Linked DNA regions of Mus musculus: region 2 is linked to region 1. A link is a contact called in public Hi-C data. All regions are on one chromosome and are shown on one strand. The core of a region is the stretch at or near the end of the contact, and the rest is flanking DNA. Distances in the headings are between cores, read along the strand shown.

The links. Hi-C and Micro-C count contacts between places; a contact is called where the count stands out from the background.
Region 2: a contact with region 1 is called in a Hi-C map of bone marrow-derived macrophages, with 20 read pairs. The contact joins two enhancer-like sites. A contact is called at or near these places in 4 of 15 datasets of contacts at CTCF or cohesin (the NIH/3T3 cell line, embryonic stem cells, pro-B cells and 1 more), 8 of 484 Hi-C or Micro-C datasets (B cells, bone marrow-derived macrophages, cerebral cortex and 1 more) and 3 of 115 datasets of contacts at active chromatin or transcription factors (embryonic stem cells and microglia).

What each region holds. Positions count from the first base shown.
Region 1 is chr13:52,256,303-52,262,832 of GRCm38.p6, reverse strand. No RefSeq gene overlaps it. Among named protein-coding and RNA genes, the nearest start is that of Gm33116, 26 kb to the right of the region's middle. Within about 2 kb of position 4,267, at least 13 of the 459 cell types and tissues checked have an H3K27ac peak or open chromatin away from gene starts, as enhancers often do. A contact at or near this core is called in bone marrow-derived macrophages, where this site is marked.
Region 2 is chr13:52,502,692-52,509,015 of GRCm38.p6, reverse strand. It overlaps Diras2 (DIRAS family, GTP-binding RAS-like 2), which reads left to right. Exons shown (of 2, transcript NM_001024474.2): 2 at 711-4,641. The coding sequence starts at 747. The coding sequence ends at 1,346. Among named protein-coding and RNA genes, the nearest start is that of Diras2, 25 kb to the left of the region's middle. Within about 2 kb of position 3,180, at least 7 of the 459 cell types and tissues checked have an H3K27ac peak or open chromatin away from gene starts, as enhancers often do. A contact at or near this core is called in bone marrow-derived macrophages, where this site is marked.

The sequences.
Region 1 (6,530 bases), core at 3,018-5,517:
ACAGACAGACAATCTGACAGTTGAAGGTATGTCTGAACAGAGCTGGGGAAGAGGAATTCACATGCTTGTTTTTCTTTCTGTAAAAGAAATTTCAAACCTCATCTTGTGTTTCTATCAGACTTTTTTTTTACTGAGTATTTTAGTATAATATTTTTGCCTGGAAAATCCTTTATTAATTGGTCTGTAATATTTTTCTGATTTTAAAATATTTAAAATTCATTTTTAATTGTTGTAACAAAGTAGTAGACTTCACTGTGGCACTTTCATTTCTAGAATCATTACATTTTACTCTAATTCATACCCTCCCCCATGTCATCCCCCATGCCCTCCCTATGCCCTTCCCATGCCCTCCCCCATACCCTCCCCCATACCCTTCCCCATGCCATCCTCATCCCCTCCCCCATGTCCTCCTCCATGTCTTCCCCATGCCCTCCCCCATGTCTTCCCCATACCTTCCCCCATACCCTTCCCCATATCCTCCCCCAAGCCCTCCCCCATCGCCTCTCCCATCCCCTCCCCATATCCTCCCCCATGCCCTCCCCCAAACCCTCCCCCATCCCCTCCCCATATCCTCCCCCATGCCCTCCTCCATGTCCTCCCCATCCCCTCCCCATCTCCTCCCCCATGCCATCCCCCATGTCCTCCCCTCCCTCCTTCATGCCCTCCCTATGCCCTCCTTATGTCCTCCTCATGGTTCCTACCCCTCTGTGCTTTCTTACATTCCTACCCCCAGATAGGACCTCCCTTAGATCTCTTCATCCTCTTCCTCATCCCCTTTCTAGTTGTATGACCTAGATGCAGACATATGCACCCATACTATGCATACACACAACACACACACTACACACAACACAACACAACACACAGAGACACACTACATACACACAGAAATAAACCACTACACAAACACATAGCACACACACACACACCCCACAGAGAATTTTAAATCTAACATCCACATATGCTAGAAAGCATGCAGTATTTGTCTTCTGAGTCTGGCTTGATTTCCATAAAGATTTCCAATTCTGTTCATTGCCCCACAAAGCCACAATTTTAAGTTGCCTTTAGTTGGGTGTTAGACAAAGCATCAAGAAAAGCAGCCAGTACACCAACCTGTTCGCCCAGCTCTTAGGCCCTGGGGTTGCTCACATTTTAACATCTGGTTCTCTCATGATGGTTGGTGACTGAGTCAGACAAATTGCCCGATCTGGACTTCTCTCCACTGCTGGCTCCTGTGTGCCCTGTGAAGCACTAGCTCGCCAAAGCCTGTCCCTGAGTTGGAAGCTCATGAGGGGTCTGGGCTGTCTTGGTGCTACATTGCTCTTCTCCTATGTGGTTTATCCTTGGGAAGATGCTTCTGTCTCCTGCATGTGCATACCACTGAGCTGTGGGGCAGAAGGTGTTCCCTGCCCCTCCTCTCAGAGCCCTTGCCAGTCTCGCTCTTCACATTTCAGGAGCCTTCTCCATCCCTTTGTGGAGAGGGATTCCAACACTCTCCATCTTTCTCTTTAGAAGAGTCCATTGCTGTTGTCTTCTGATTCTCCTCCAATGGCATTGGCTATATAGCCTGCCATCTTCGCTGGAAGGCTGCCTTTTTTAATACTTTCAGCATTACAAATCATTTGCGCCAGGCAATAATCAATTATTGCCTACTGGATGGAGTCCATTGCTTGTATCAGAAGTTTCTGTCCCACAGTAGCAATGATGCTGGTCACAGATGTGCTCCCAAGACTCTTCAAATGCTCCGTGACCCTGCACTCAACCGCTCTGTCCACAGCATCCTTGGAAGTATTTAAGATCCACCTTCCAAAAGTCTGTGGAACACAGGAGGATGGTCCCAAATGTCCCTGTTGTTTTCTGACTTATAGCAGGTGTTTTCAGGAAATCCGATGTTAGATTTGTCCTGTTCAATGACTGATATTAAGGTGTCTTTTCTAGTGTCTTTTTTTACTGGAGTATGAAATTGACTGTCATTTAGGGAGTGGTAAAAGGTATGCTAAAAATTTTGAAGCTATTGATTCAAAGTATAATAGACTGAGTATTGATTAAAACACTAGTAACAATAATTATAGTTTACCTTGAACACTCATTTCCCACAGATACAAAAACTTCAGTTGGCATATGATCTTAGGCCTCTTGTAAAAACATGTGAACTCTCAAGTGTTATTCGAAAGAACTAAAGTCTTCCCCTGTAGGTGGCAACTGTGATAATGTTGATTTATAGTGTGTGTGTGGGAGGGGGAGAAACACACACACACACACACACCAAGTGCAATGAATTTGCACCTTGGTATGTGCAAAACAAGGATAGACACAGGAAAGAAATGCAAGCAGAGAAAGTTGTATTAGCCACGGCAGGCAAGCAAGCACAGAAGTGAGCTCTGATAGTGTTTGCTCTTGAACGAAGACAGGCTGGAGGCTCTGTTCAGGAAGACCGTTCACGTAGGAAGTGTTCCGGGGAAGGATACGTGCCTGTGCATGCTCGGTTGAAGACTTGCTCAGCATGGCGCCATCTTTTAAGAAGGAAGGATGACAGACACATTTGGTGACATGCTTAGCTCAAGGTCGTGGAGCACATATTTGTAAGGCTCACATGAGGGGCATGAACCCTTCTGGGCATGCTCACTTTGTGTAGTAGTTCCATCTGGAAAAAAGGAAAGACTCGATGGATGTGTGTCCACTAGAACTTTGCCTCTAAAGGTGCTGGCTCATGTAGAAGCTAAGAAAACTACTTGAAAACACAGATAACTCGCTACTTACCAATCAGATGTAGCAACCTCCCAACTTCTGGGAGTGTGAACTGTTAGGAGAATGCATCACAGAGAAAAGCAGAGAGTAAAAGCTTTTGGAGTCATCGCTTGTCCCATCCCTTCCATCTCAATGTTAAGTCTCAGATCAGCCTCTAACAGGGCCATGTAGTTTGTTTTAACTGCCAACTTGATACAACCCAGAATCACTTGTGACCGAGTCTTTACTAAAGAAACTTGTAGATCAGGTTGGCCTGTGAGGTTGACTTTGGGGAACTATTTCAACTTTTAATTAATGTGGGAAGACTTGTGAACAGTACCACTCCTTGCGTGGGGGTTCCTAGACTATATAAAATGACACTCACTAGGTGACAGCAGATGAGCAGACAGGCAAGCAAGGACACGTGGGTTTGCTCTCTCTTCTCTTGACCGTGGATGTGAAGCTATAAGTCTGTACCTTATTTGCCTTCCCTACAGTCGAGGCCTGTGACCCAGTGTTACAAGTCAAATGACTTCTTTCTCCCCCAGTCACATTTCTTAGAGTGTTTGCCTCAGCAACAGACCTGGAACGGGAACAAAGGTCTTCACTCCTTGTTTCTCCAGCTGCCACCTGGGCCTGTCACAATCAGAGAGCAAACCTGTGGTGTTCTATGGCGACAGAGACTAGGGGGATGCTGGGAGACGTCTAAGCACAGGCTGGTCCTGCTGCCTACTAAGCTCTGGCAGCGGCTCTCCATGCTCCCAGTGCAGCTTTCAAGCATCCATCTGAAGCTGAAGGCACAGAAGTTAAAATTTACAGCATGGAAAAACAGGGCAGAGAGGCAATTCTTTTGCCAGAGTCTGGTAGGCATTTCTACTAACTCAGATGCCAGTATTTCTCCACTTGGAAATAAATCAGAGTCTCGTGGGAGATCATAAACACTGCTTCCCACCTCCAAGGCAGCTCTAATTTGTAGCTGAGCGAGCAGTACAAGCCCAGGTAAATGGCCCTTGGCTGGGCCTTATGAAAAGTCGGTGTGGAAGTTTAAAAGAAAAAAACAAAACCAGCATATCATCCATCATTACCAGCAAAGACAAAAAGCAAAGCGACCCACCTTCCTTCCAGAGTATCAACAGCCTGGTGCAGTAGCGGGAGGTCCTCGGCCTGACCTGATGCTCATCTTAGCTGCTACCCCATTCCCCCAACACTTGCCTAAAGTCTCCATCACTATCAGCTCGGTGTTCATACGCAATCTGCACCAGGCAGGAGGTGGCTATTGATACGGTTAGGGATTGCCTTGAGCAAATAGCAGACAGGAAGCCACTTGAGGCAGAGAAGACTTCCTTATTTTAGCTCACGGTTTGAGGGGTTACAGACCTCCATCGAGCTGGGAATGGCTTGGCCACAGGTGACCCTGTGTTCAACCGGAACTCCCCACCTCCTATCTGGTGGGTCGGGAAATGGAGAACAGACTATAGGAACTGTGGCCAGACTAGAAACACTCAAGACCCGTTTGCTATAACCCACTTCCTCCTCCAGCGAGGCTCTACTTCCTAAGGGTTCCACAAATAGCGTGAGGGACCAAGTGTCCAACACAGGAGCCTGTAAGGGGCATTTCTAAGTTCACAACAACAGGGTAGGCAGGAAGTGTTGCAGAGCTCCTCCGGAAATGCAGTCTGCCTGGCCCCAGCCCCCAGGTGCAAGGCTACTAGATGAAAGGCTTGCTTGGGGTATAACACATAATTCATGCAAAAAAACAAAAAACAAAACAAAACAAAATAACCAAAACCTCCCTGGTGCCTCAGGCAATGGTACAAGGGGAACCAAAATTTGAGGTTTTTCTAGGAAAACCAAGGAGATGGAGATAGGGTGATTGCTGGAACTCTATGACCAGCCACTTAGCCTGCCTGGTGAGTTCCGGGATACTGAGAGACCTTGTCTCAGAACACAAGGTTGGTGACTCCCTTTTTCAACAGCTCTCGAGGGCAACCTGTGTCCTCCACACACATGCACACACAAAAGTTCATGGGCACTCCCCCCCCCCCTGCCCCATGACAGACATTCACAGGTTACCACACACATATAAAATTAATCAACCGATTAATTAATTTGAGGATATGACCCTTACAAATGAGAGCCATGAAGTCAGACTGTTGGAGAAAGCTAATACAAAACCGGAGATGGGCCAGACAACAGAGAATCTAAGACTAAGGAAGATGCAGAAGCCCGCGGTAAAGCCACTCTGAGGCAGAGGAAGGCTGCACTGATGCAGTGGGGGAGGGGGAGACGGAGCATATTCACATGCTTTTGGATGATGGCACACCTAAGCGCAGAGTATTTGGAGCTCAGGGTCCTTCCATTACATGGAGGTTTCTCTATCATGGTCACAAAATGTTTGCAAAACACAAGGCTTTACTTCCGAGGTCCCAGAGCTCCTACAAAGGCTGAACCATTTCCCTCAAAGACCTTCCGTGTTCCGTGACTCCCTACGGAAGTGCTCGTCCCCCTGCTCGGGAGACAGAGCAAAATGTGATCTATGCAGCTGAAATAAGGGCATTCACCCCTCTCTGAAATGACCAGGAGGGAAATCGTGGAGTCTCATGAGGAAACTGAGCCCGGTGACATGAGGGCAAGATGCATTCACTCACAAACAAGTCTCTGGCAGCCTCAGCCTCTACTTCAGCCTCCACTCCAGCCTCCAAGGTTCACAAGAGCTGAGCCTCTGGCTCCTCCAGTAAATATGTCTCTTTCCTGACAGAGCTTCCTAGCTTTAGGCCAACCAATGTCACTGTTTACCCGCTGGTCCCCTAACCTGTGACTCGTGGTTCTCAAGTAAGACTCATGACCGGAGTAATGGTAATTTATTTCATCTGCAGTTTTTTGAACTTTCAATTTTTTTCACTCTTATCTTTTTTTAATGGAACTTGAAAATATAAATCAAGACTGAGATTTTTTTTTTCCAGAAAGCAAAACTACATAAAACTAATGATGTCTCCAAGAACTCAATAGGACAATTCCCACTCACCCTGATAAATACAAAAATAAAGACTCTGGAGGTGGTGGGGCCCCCAGAGTACAGGAAAGAAAGGGGAGAGGTGGGTCTCCACTCCTGCCTCAAGCTTTTCTTTGCCTGTTAAGTTTCTCCTTATCAGTTATTACCACACCAAAAATGGGGTTAAGGGTGAACCCTGAGTAGGGAGGGGCAGACCCTAACTAACTAGTGGCTGTTTCCAAACTCACAGACAGGAACAGAGACTCAATTCCTACACCTCGAGGTGCACGAACACCGTAGGTCCAATAGGAAAGCAGGGGGAATCCCCAAGAGGGAGAAACTTGAACCCAAATGCCCCTCCCCCACCCTTAGAAGCAGAGGCTGTCCAGCCCTGTTCTCTGCCCTAGGAGTCTATATCAATTCTAATAGACTTGCTCTCCGTGCCTGGCTCCTTTACTCTTCTTCAGCTGACAGAGCTGGCTGGAGTCACTCTGTCATAATAAACAAATAAACGGACAAAGAGGACTCTGCGCAACCAAGGGCACAGGACGAGAGGAAAGCCAGTGCTACTTTTTCTGTACATGACTTTTCTTACCTAGTGCCTTGCATTAGGCAACAAGAAACCCAGCAATGTGGAACTCTCAACAGGTAGAGAACAGAGCCAGCCGAAGCCTATTCTTTTCTGCCAGAAGCCATGGCAAGGACTCACCAGCAAGAAAAAGTTTGAGGCAATGAGCTCCAGTCAACCCCGACAGAACAAGTCGATGTGAGAATAAAGCTGTCCCTGTTTACATGAGGGAGATGGGCGTCC
Region 2 (6,324 bases), core at 1,931-4,430, 250 kb before region 1:
TAAATGAAGAGAGTACATTTAAACTATTTTATTTTTCATTGTGCACCATTGAGGATGTGTGTCTGGGTGTGGGTACGCGCCTGTGATGGGTACCAGATCCCATGGAGCTGGAGTTACCGGGAATTGACATGGGTGCTGAGAACCATGCCCGGGTCCTCTGCAGGGACAGAAGGTGCTTTGGATTACCAAGCCATTTCTCTAGCTCCAGAGAAAGTATATTTACACATCTTTTATGGTCGTGGGTAATACTTGCAAGGAGCGAAGATCTCGCTGGATTAAATCTTAGTAACGATTAATACGTACCTTGTATTGCTGTACTCATAATGGCAGGATTTAGGGCTTTTTAAAAATAAAGCATATACTTGTTTCTCTCTTTCTCTCTCTTTCTTGTTTCATTTCTTTCTTTTCATCTCTCCCTCCCTCCTTCCTTTCACCCTTCCTCCCTCCCTCCCTCCCTCCCTCCCTCAGTTAGCTACAAAGTAGACCTACTGCTTTAGGGGAAACTGAGGACTAGTCAAGAGAATTTGGGTTTTGAGCTGTGGAAGTGGCTAAATATAACTGGGAATTTTTTTTAGGTGGAGATAGTGAACACAAACTTAATCACTTCATTTTGTTTGTTTGTTTGGTTTTGTTTTTCAAAAAAAAAAAGGCAAAATCCATGCTTTGGGGGGTTTCAAATTAACTCTCCCAACATCTGCTTCCTCTGCTAGGTATCTCCTGGTCAGTAGCTGGAGTTCTGAAGCAACATGCCGGAACAGAGCAACGACTACCGGGTGGCGGTGTTTGGGGCAGGCGGTGTTGGCAAGAGCTCCCTCGTTTTGAGGTTTGTGAAAGGGACCTTCAGGGAGAGCTACATCCCGACTGTGGAAGACACCTACCGGCAGGTGATCAGCTGTGACAAGAGCATATGCACGCTGCAGATCACCGACACCACCGGGAGCCACCAGTTTCCGGCCATGCAGCGGCTGTCCATCTCCAAAGGCCACGCCTTCATCCTGGTCTACTCCATCACCAGCCGGCAGTCCCTGGAGGAACTCAAGCCCATCTATGAGCAGATCTGCGAGATCAAGGGGGATGTGGAGAGCATCCCCATCATGCTGGTGGGTAACAAGTGTGATGAGAGCCCCAACCGTGAGGTCCAGAGCAGCGAGGCAGAGGCCCTAGCCCGCACATGGAAGTGCGCCTTCATGGAGACGTCCGCCAAGCTCAACCACAACGTGAAGGAACTCTTTCAGGAACTCCTCAACCTGGAGAAGCGCAGGACCGTGAGCCTCCAGATCGACGGCAAGAAGAGCAAGCAGCAGAAGAGGAAGGAGAAGCTCAAGGGCAAGTGCGTGGTCATGTGAGAGGCCTTCGTGCAGGAGCTGCTGCTCTCGGGCCTCTCTCTTCCTCCCCTCTGTGAACCCCCACTGTCGTCAGGGCAGCATGTCCGATGCCCGTGTGTTAAACATTGCATTTGGCTGCGACACACCCTGCAATGTCCTTCAGAGGCATTCCACACACCCCACTAGCCCACCCCCCTCAGGAGATGCAGAACCTGCGATGCATCTTAGCATCCCAGGAAGCTGAGGCCAGTCCTGAGTGGGCTTTAGCCATTTGAAGATGAGGGGACTCAGAGCTGTGGACACAGGAGAACCTGAGAGTACTGTGTGATGCATGTGACAGCAGGTTAGACCATGGCTACCAGTACCATCCTGCATCAGGCAGCTTAGTTCAGAAGTCACTAACATCTTTGGGGGAGGAGTAGGCAGGCAGATGAGAAACCAGTTGGACCTGTGGATCCCAGTGGTTCCCGTGAGTGGATTTTTAGTGGGATTAAAGACAAAATACCATAACCCCCATCTAAGCGATACTCATGCTATTCCTACTGACACACACTGAGGGATTGCCCCCCTTTTCCTCAAAGCCTTCTTTGTAAGCACCGGGTCAGCCTGTTAGGAGTATACACTTCATATGTAATGCCAAGGCCACTTGTGGCATGATGCTGTGTCAGCATTTCTTCAGTTTTTGAGTCAGGACATTGTGACATCATGTAAACATTGCAATAACCACCCTGTATGTGTGTGTGTGTGTGTGTGTGTGTGTGTGTGTGTGTGTGTGTGTGTGTATGTGTGTGTGTGTCCCCTATACTTTGAGGGTTCTAGAAATGTGAACTGACTTTCTTCTGACCTTCGAGGGTTGCCACTTCTTGCAGCCCTCTGATTTTTAAATAAAAGGAAATAAAGTAGGCATGTTTTTAGACTCCCTCTTCCCCTCCCCCAAGATGGTTTTCCTGTCTTAAATAACTCCACGAGTACCCAGCTGGGAACCAGCCAACCAAGAGCGTCTAAATAACCAGAAGCACATCCATTTTTTTTCTAAATGACGCGAGCATGTAGATGCTATGCGTTACACCTTAATGAAATACTTTGAAGCAGACGTCGTTCACTGTGTTTTTAACGATTTATCTACATCAGAAGTAGATTGCTAGAAAATACATTTAATTTGTAGTAAATCTTCTCCTCGTTCCTTGCTAAATGCTCTTAAAAGTTCCTCAGAGCAACGTGCAGCCCAGACGCAATCCTCTCCTAAGGACTTTTGAGTGCACCCCGTATCCTTCAGAAGGAATCATAGCTACTGCGTGAGGGATCAGTGGCCACAGTGGCTGCAGATAGGTTGGGCTAATCTCTCTTTCCTGGGCACAGTGCCCACGGCTTAGTGTAATTTGCCTGCCATCCTGGAGTTCGGCTGGATTTTGATTCTTGGAAATTCTTACTTCTATAGTCAATGAGAAGGCACATGCTGGTCTTGGGTGCCAGCTCGACCATTCTCTAAGCCATCTTACCACTGACCAGTCCGCAGGTAGAGGAGGCTGTAGCACTGTGTGAGCCTATACAGTACTCTCATGGCCAGCAGGCATGGCCAGTGGGCAGAGGTCCCAATGCTGGGGTGTTTTGGTCGGCCTCTTGCTCCACCAAAGCCTCCGAAGCACACTGTGTTCAAACACTTGCTTCCTTCAGACCTCTATAATTCAGTCTGGCCCTCTCTGCTCTGCCAATCATAACTCACCCTGGTGATGTGCTGAGGGCCAGGGAGTTCCCTCAGAAAACCGTATGCCTCAGCAATCTTACCATCTCCTTAGACCTCTAGAACAAAACCCTTGGGGTTATCTGGGCAAGCAGCCACACTGAGAAATGAGGAAGCCCAGGAACCAAGCAAGAAGAGCCTGGAGCCCTTGTGCCCCATCCAAACCCACTCTGAGTCTCTTCTATCTTCCCCATTTGTTCCCAGTGGCCATTCTCTATCACAGTGAGATGGAGTTATGGAATTTTCTAGAATGTCTTCAATTTGTTGTTCCATTTCTCCTCTCAGAGAAAACATATCACCTTGTCGTTTAGATTTGGGGAACAGCGAGGGAAAGACCACTGCTCTGTGGATGATGTGACACATACGTTATCTACACATCATATAGGATATATATATATATATATATATATATTTATGGCGATCCCTTTACAGTAAAATCCTGTCTGTCCTACCGACTGTCACCGTGCTTCAGACACAAGCATTGTGCCCCATGATTCCCTGTTTCCAGTGACCGCACATCAGGGTTCTTTCAGCCCTGTATGTCAGTTTCCATATTCCTAAGTGTTTCAGTCTTCATTGACACGAGGATCTTGCTATAGCTCCATCCACAGTCTTTGCTCCTCTCTATGCTGTCTGTGAGTTTAGAGGGTGGGAGGTGAAGCCTCCCTCCTTGGGCTTCATTTTGACACTACATTCTATAGATTGAGCCGAACACTGGGTAGCTATCTTAACATCACCTTTGGCAAACTTCCCTCTGACTCAGGGGCTGAGGACACAGTACTATCGGGCCAGTGGCTTTCAGCTTTGCTTTGGTCCCAGCCCAAGTCATGAAGCTGAGACTCTTGGTAATATCCTACATTGCACATGGGACTGGAAACTTCTGACCCAGCCTCAGCTCATTATAAAACTTGAAAACTTGCTTTGAAGATGGCACTCTGGGGTTAAGCACGGGACTCCATGAGCTCCCTAATCCCCACTGGTCCCCTCTCCATTCAGTGACAAGCCATGGGCAGGCATCTAATGCATCAAGTCCAACACAAGAGCAATATCCAATTGTCCACTAGATCTAAAATTATATATATATTATGTAATTTATCTTCCTGCACTTTTGAAGCATAAAGTAGTAAATTGTACATATATATCTCTATATATCAATATGCTAGTATATCGGTTTCACTCTTTGTAACATTCTTTGTAGAAGAAGATGTACTAAATATTTTAAAATTGCGCTGTGATATTCCTCCCTACCCCAAGTTTGTAACGTGTCGCTCCTACTCAAGCTGTTTGGAAACACCCAAAGCCAAAGGGGCATATGGAACTCCTATAGGAAGGACACCTCCTGGGATTCAGTGGCCCACAAAGACCTTGTGTCAATCAAGCATCTGTGATCAGAGTGATCATTGGCATGTGAGACGCCGGCACATGCTTCCACTGCAGCCCTTGCTGTTTCGGTTCCATTTCTGGGTGTGTCTAACTACTCTGTGGTTACGAGGATCACCTTGTATAAGGTTCTAGTGGCAGCGATGGCCCCAGTCCATGGAACCAGTTACAATAAAGCTCAGTTACAGCACCCTGGTTGGAGTTTGTTTTTTTTTTCTTTTGTTTATGTGTGTGTGTGTGCATGGACCTGTGGAGGTGAGAGGTTAACATCAGGTGTCATGTCTCAGGAGCCAACTATTTTGTTGTTATTGTTGTCGTCATTGTTGTTTTGAGACAGTGTCTATCACCGGGACATGGGGATTGCTGATTGCACTAGTGTGGCTGGCTAGAGAGCCCCAAGGATCATCCTATATCCCTCACCCTGTTACCCAGGCCCAACTTTTTAAACCACAACAATGAAAAAACCTATGGGCTCTGGATTCAGATTCAGGGTCTCATGTTTGCATAGCTTTCATATTAACAAGCAGCTATCCCTTCTGCCTCAGGACCTCTTAAACACACACACACACACACACACACACACACATACACACACATACATATATCAGAATGAAAACAAGATAATGTTTTCAAGTCTAAATTGATGAGTTTCAAATGCTAGGGAATGACATACACACACACACACACACACACACACACACACACACACACACACACATATACATGATATACATATACAGATTATTAGGATTATTAGGAGATATATATTTTACTCAAGCCACACACACACTGTGGCATGACATAGAGAGCTACAGAGAGTCAGGTTACCCCATGCATCGTCTGGGTTTTTATGTGGCTGTCTGAAGATCTAAACTCGGGTCTTTGCACTTTGCTGACTAAGTCATCTGTCCAGCCCTGCACTTCAGATGTTTAAGGGTTGATCTGGCTGCCATGGTGTGGACCTGCTGCTCTGCCAGCCCCAGCCACATGGCCTTGGGGGAATTAAAGGTTCTGAGCCTGTATTGGACAGTAACAAGCTCCCCTGGAGGGTTCCTGGGAAATTTTCCTCGTTGCTCCTGGCCCTGGGTGGAAGTAGGGGCTGATGCCTCAGGCATGGACAGGGGAGGGAGAAGGAAGGTGAGACACCGACTAATCAGCAAGGAAACCAGTTCTGCACACTCGCTTCCTTCAGGTAATTAAATAAGGACAAACCCCCTAGCAATTGCTTCTGGACTTGGGTTCTGCCACCTGTCCATTCTTCTTACTCCACAGACTGTTAAATAAAGCCTGCTTTTTAAAAAATCCAGTAAACAGACCAGAAATGATAGTCCTGACTCTGCTGCTGACCGAGTGACTGTGGTTGGCTTCTACTCTGTGCTTCTGCAGAAGGGGCATGAATCTGCAGGGTGGGCATGGGATTCATTTAATGCAATACCCAAAGCGCTGGGTGCTGGCTTGCCACATCTGAGCCTTCCGTGGAAGCAAGCATACATATGATAGGGAAGGTCTGCAGTGCAGAATTTGTTCTGTGCAAATACAAAGGTGCAGAAACTTTCCCATTTTAGAAGTCTTTTGAACAGCTTTTTGGTCATGCTGTCTGCACTCCATGCCTTCCAGTTCCCGTCTGCCTTTCAACCCGCCCTCCCCATTTCACAATCAATGATGCTTTATCCAGCCTTTCCTATCTATGAGTGGGTCCCATTGGTTTCCCCAGAGTGTAAAGATATTCTGGTTGCTATTTATCAGACTCCCCTGAGCAGATGAAGTGTTACAAAGGGATCTAGACTCAGGAGCATCCCATCCCAGCATCAAGAGATGTCCTTCCAGTCTTAATTATATAAGATGCATGCACACACACACACACACACACACACACAC